Linked DNA regions of Rattus norvegicus: region 1 is linked to region 2. A link is a contact called in public Hi-C data. All regions are on one chromosome and are shown on one strand. Each heading gives the region's core, a stretch centred on a gene start, on an enhancer-like site or on the middle of the called end of the contact. The rest is flanking DNA. Distances are from core to core; before and after follow the strand shown. Region 1 has its middle 77 kb from the start of Armc1. Region 2 holds the start of Bhlhe22 (basic helix-loop-helix family, member e22).

What was found. A called contact is a pair of places that touch in the nucleus more often than the background predicts.
Region 1: a Hi-C map of liver shows a contact between it and region 2, with 6 times the contacts expected there. The contact joins the enhancer-like site here to the promoter of Bhlhe22 in region 2. A contact is called at or near these places in 12 of 12 Hi-C or Micro-C datasets (the A7r5 cell line, the Rat2 cell line, Schwann cells and 7 more) and 1 of 1 datasets of contacts at active chromatin or transcription factors (oligodendrocytes).

Annotation. Positions count from the first base shown.
Region 1 is chr2:103,489,967-103,492,666 of GRCr8, forward strand. No RefSeq gene overlaps it. Among named protein-coding and RNA genes, the nearest start is that of Armc1, 77 kb to the right of the region's middle. Within about 2 kb of position 1,380, at least 2 of the 93 cell types and tissues checked have an H3K27ac peak or open chromatin away from gene starts, as enhancers often do. A contact at or near this core is called in kidney and liver, where this site is marked.
Region 2 is chr2:102,401,308-102,404,007 of GRCr8, forward strand. It overlaps Bhlhe22 (basic helix-loop-helix family, member e22), which reads left to right and starts at 1,315. Exons shown (of 1, transcript NM_001108940.2): 1 at 1,315-2,700. The coding sequence starts at 1,702.

The DNA of each region.
Region 1 (2,700 bases), core at 130-2,629, 1.1 Mb after region 2:
CATTAGCTAGACCCGAGAGAGGTCTGAATCACACACGTGAGAGACGAAAGACTCCTGGTTAAATTAAAATTTCAGATAAACAACAATTGAATGTGTTTATATGAATAATATCCTTGTGTTATTTACCTAAAATTTAAATTTCTAATGAATGTCTTATACTTTATCTGAAACTCTAGCCTTTCCTTACTGCCAGTTGGAAAAAAATTAATATCTCATCTACATGAAAGTAAACAAATTGGTTATTCTTTTTAACATAAACCTCAGATACCTTAATAACTAAAATAAAATTGAATAAGAATACCTACCATACATCATGAAAAGAGTAAGAAATGATACGGTAAAGCTGAAGATCCATTTAGCCATGCAGATTTCTGGTAAGTGTCTCCACAGACAACACTACACTAGATTTGAGCAGAAGAACAAGATGGAAACTTGCTCCAAACAGAACAAAGAAGCAGAGCGAAGCTGAAGCCTGTGGTATAAGCAACCCTAGAGGCAAGGGGGGTGTCAGGCAGCTTCTGCTTCTCAGCCTTCATACAGTCTGCAAGCACTAGCTATCAGGGGGAAATAATCAAACAATGCATTACTCAGCTTTCTGTCTACAATAAAACACCTGAGGCAATTCACTAATAAAGTGATGTTCCCAACCAAAATCAAATTGCCCCCAACAACAGCAATACATCACTTCGGGAACACTTGGTAAAGCAAACTGTTTATGTCATCTGGGAAGCAAATAAAGAAAGGATTTAGAAGCGAGTGCTTTTCCACAGCCCCTCCCCATGGCTGGCTACCCACCACCACTCCACCCCTGGGGTCCACTCTTTTAACATGTAACCTTTTAGAGACCGTTTTATGTTAGTAGTGGTACTGCTGGGAATCGAACCCAGGACCTTACACGTACTTGTGTGCTTAGTAGCACACAATTTACCACTGAGCTCCACCACAGCTCATGCACTTGTTCTTAGTAAACATCCAAACCTCTATTTGTTACCTGCAAAACAGTATGTCAAACTGAAAGCAACCAGAGGAAGCTTGTCCTCACTTTATGAAATAGCGGCCACAGCCCCAGAGCCAGAAGCCAGTCCTGGTCTCTACACTTCATCTAGAGGTTTTCTGGATGCTACCTCCTTAGGTGAGGTCTGACCATAAAAAAGGACTAATTTATAACCTAGTGTATACATGATGAATAAATTCCTCTGTTCATAGGCCTATGCTGTTAAAGCAGTGAGATTTTTTAAGAAGAGAGACTGATGCCTGAATTGTAACACAAATCAAAGTACACATGCACTTAGGAAAACACAGTGAGAATTATTAACAGTCGTTGATGTTTCCAGCATGTCAGCAAGTAAAACCTACTCATTCTGCTCTTTGACCTCTTATAGCTGGTTTGAAGGCTACTCAGTCTCTGGATTTAGTAACAAATTGATTGGGAAGGTCACCCTGTCTTTGACGAGTGGCTCACAGAAGCAAAAGGCAAGGGAACTGATAAACTCTGATGCTACTCACACATTCCAAAGCCTTTCTTTCCTCTACCTGTAAAGAACAAAGAAAGGAAACCCTAGATGAAGCCTAGCCCGTCAGACAAAGGGTGAATGGCATGGAGGCAGGGGAATGCACCCAAGTGTGCATTTGCTCTGGTCCTTCCTTGCCCTAGACTCTCAGAAGCTCTTAATGTCTGTCATGTTGGAAAAGTCCTAGTAACAACCCATGCTGTCATGCTGAAATGCTGTCATGTACAGAGGTAAGCTGGCCAAGCCAGAAAGACACTTCCTGTGAAATGTGGATCAGTGCTCGTCTCTGACTTTCTCGGTCCTCCCAGGATCACAGAGGGTACTTTTCCATCACTGCTTCTCTGAATGTTATCCATCTTTCTGCCTGGTGCCCCAGCTCCAACAGAGGAAATGAGACCTGTAAAAAAGGCCATTTATATGGTACCTACTTGCTAGGGCCCAGCTCACTACCTTCCATTTCAGTGAAACATCCAACAAGTGGTCACCAAAATACAAATACACGAAAAGGCAAGTTTTCAGTCTTCACACAGTAACTAAAGTTCATTATTTATTTTATCAAGAACTAAAGAAGTTGCTGGTTTTCACAGTAGACCTCTGTAATCCCAGCACTCAAAAAGCAGGAATTGTATAGAGATACATTTTTCTAAAAATGTCTTACCTTCGAAGAGAATGAACTTTTACAAATTTTGCAGCCAAGTTAATAAAATGCCTTGAGTCCATTTCAGACCATGTACTCAACCTGCTACCCTACTGTGCACTCAGCCTGTTTAATTTTAACCTGCCATTGAGGAAACAACATAGCCAATCCTACCATGCCTTGGATTTCCCATGCAATCACCTTTTACAACCTATCCTAATTGCATAGCTTTAATATTAATTTATGTCCATGCCCCTGACCCAGAATGTGTGTGTGTGTGTGTGCGTGCGAGTGTGTGTGTGTGTGTGTGTGTGTGTGTGTGTGCAAGGACAAATTGTGGGAGTCCTCCTACCATCACATGCACACTCTGGTACTTATTTGCTTAATGCAGCCACCAGGTTGTAAAAATCCTTAAACAAAACAAATATAGCAGAAATATTGGAAGCAACATGTGGGTATAGATTGATAACACATTTGTGGTTTTGAGTGCTATTCTGGGTCAGTTGAGGTCAGTGAAGTAATTTGTTTCCTTGTGAAACTTTGTTACTGAGT
Region 2 (2,700 bases), core at 65-2,564:
GTAATTCTGCCAGATAAGAGACTTATTGGATATGTTGGGGAATATTGTTTTTACTTATAAAGATGAAAACTAGCCACTAAATACCATGTGCTTCAAGAGACTGGACTCAGAAGAACGAGGACCGCGTGTGTACTGTCTCCACCCGGAGAGCACTTGTTTCCATAATTCTGCCCTGAACCTCCAGGAACAGCCCAGATGGATCCAGATGTCCCCAAGCGGCTTCAGAGCAGCTACATGCACGAATGCCCCCACTTGGTGTGTGAGAAGATTCGACTCTCGATGTTCCCTCTTGCGAAGCAACTGGATTTAATCTTGAGGAAAGTTTGAGAGTAGTTTTTTGTTTTTTGTTTTTTGTTTTTTGTTTTTTCCTTCTGTCCATGTAGCAGTGCGCTTCTCTCGCCACAAACTCGATCTCTCACCACAGCGTGGGGGACTCTGCAAAGGCCTCCCCCACTCTGCCGCCCCTTCGAGTTTTAAATCGAACGGTCTATGTAAGCTACTTGGTCATCATTTTAGTGCTTTTTAAATGGTTTAAATTTTCTCATCTATAGGAAATGGGCAGTGGAGGGCTGTGAGGAACGTGGCACGGAGAAAAATCTGGGTTCGCTCTTGCTTTGCTGACTACTGGCTGAAAATCTCGGGTAAATTCGAGGCAGGACAGCAAGGAACTCACCCCTACCCCCAGCCCCCAGGTTCCATCTCTAAATGCAGACATGCTATTAACAGGGAGAAATATAATTCTCTCCTGTGAGAGTAACTACTCAAGCTGAGACAGTAGTGGCCCAGTGAAGGGTAGTGTGTGTGTGTATGTGTGTGTGTGTGTGTGTGTGTGTGTGTGTGTGTGTGTATTGGGCGGGGTGGGGGGTTGCGCAGTGGGGGCGGAAGGGGGGAGTCTGCTTTCCACTGGACTCTGAGCCTTTACCGCGGATATACAATTTGCTGAAGGAGCAAAGAACATCCTCGGCTCTAAGTAGGGCTTTTAGTGTGCTCATTGATGAGTGAAAGTCGCCACACATGTCAAGCTAAAGGCAGTTGTTGGGTTACTAACAGGACCCAGCGCCTTGCAAACATATGCGCTAAGCTGTGTATACAGATGGCAGGCAGAATAATGGAGCAGGCGCCTTTTATAAAGCTCTGGCTGCTGCCTGTCTTCAGACCTGGGGAATGAAACTATTCAGACTAGCGGCCAGATAGCGCCTGCGATTGTTTGTTACCGTTTTAATCCTATTAATTAAAACGTTAACCTGATTGGGTAGAAAGCGCTGTCCCAACAGGCGAGTCTTCTTCATAATAACCTACTCAGAGATAATGATGTAAAAGACTCCCCCGTCTGTGGCGGTGGCTGGTTGATGGGTCCGGAAATCTCTTGAAGGTGAATCCAAGCAAGATAAACGGTGCAGAGAGGAGGCGCGGGGTTGGACTCAGAGGCGGCAGCGGCGGCAGCTCCACTCCCTCCGCGACCAGCCTCCCACCATGAGGGGCCGCGGCCCATGGTGAGCCTTAGCAGCCAGCACCGTCGGCTGGAAACGAAGAAGAAGAAGAAGAGGAGGCGGCGAGCGCGGGGGAAGGCGAAAAAGAAAAAGAAGGGGACAGGGCTGCGGGCAGTGCGGGGACCGACGCACGCAGCAGCTCCGGAGCCCGGCCGGCGCGCGTCTGTGCAGCCGCCTGACTCCCGAGCCCAGGCGGCGGCTGGCCGGGACGATGGAGCGCGGTTTGCACCTTGGTGCGGCGGCCGCCAGCGAAGACGACCTCTTCCTGCACAAGAGCCTGGGCGCCTCCGCCGCCAAACGCCTGGAGGCGGCTTTTCGCTCCACGCCCCCGGGCATGGACCTGTCCCTGGCGCCGCCAACTCGCGAACGCCCGGCGTCGTCCTCGTCGCCCCTCGGCTGCTTCGAGCCTGCTGACCCCGAAGGGGCCGGGCTGCTGTTGCCTCCGCCCGGAGGAGGCGGCGGTGCGAGCGGCGGCGGGGTGAGTGTCCCCGGGCTACTCGTGGGCTCAGCGGGCGTGGGGGGCGAGCCGAGCCTGAGCAGCCTGCCGGCGGGGGCTGCCCTGTGCCTCAAGTACGGCGAGAGCGCGGGCCGCGGCTCCGTGGCCGAGAGTAGCGGCGGGGAGCAGAGCCCCGACGACGACAGCGACGGCCGCTGCGAGCTGGTGCTGCGAGCCGGGGGCCCCGACCCACGGGCATCGCCAGGAGCGGGGAGCGGCGGTGCCAAGGTGGCGGAGGGCTGCTCCAACGCCCACTTGCACGGTGGCTCGGGCCTCCCCCCGGGGGGGCCCACAAGTGGCAGCGGCGGCAACGGCGGCGGCGGCAGCAGCAAGAAATCCAAAGAGCAGAAGGCGCTGCGCCTCAACATCAACGCCCGCGAGCGCCGGAGGATGCACGACCTGAACGACGCTCTAGATGAGCTGCGCGCGGTCATCCCTTACGCGCACAGCCCTTCGGTGCGGAAGCTCTCCAAAATCGCCACGCTGCTCCTCGCCAAGAACTACATCCTCATGCAGGCACAGGCCCTGGAGGAAATGCGGCGCCTAGTCGCCTACCTCAACCAAGGCCAGGCCATCTCGGCAGCCTCTCTACCCAGTTCGGCGGCCGCCGCCGCGGCGGCCGCTGCCCTGCACCCAGCGCTAGGCGCCTACGAGCAGGCAGCCGGCTACCCCTTTAGTGCAGGGCTGCCGCCCGCTGCCTCCTGTCCCGAAAAG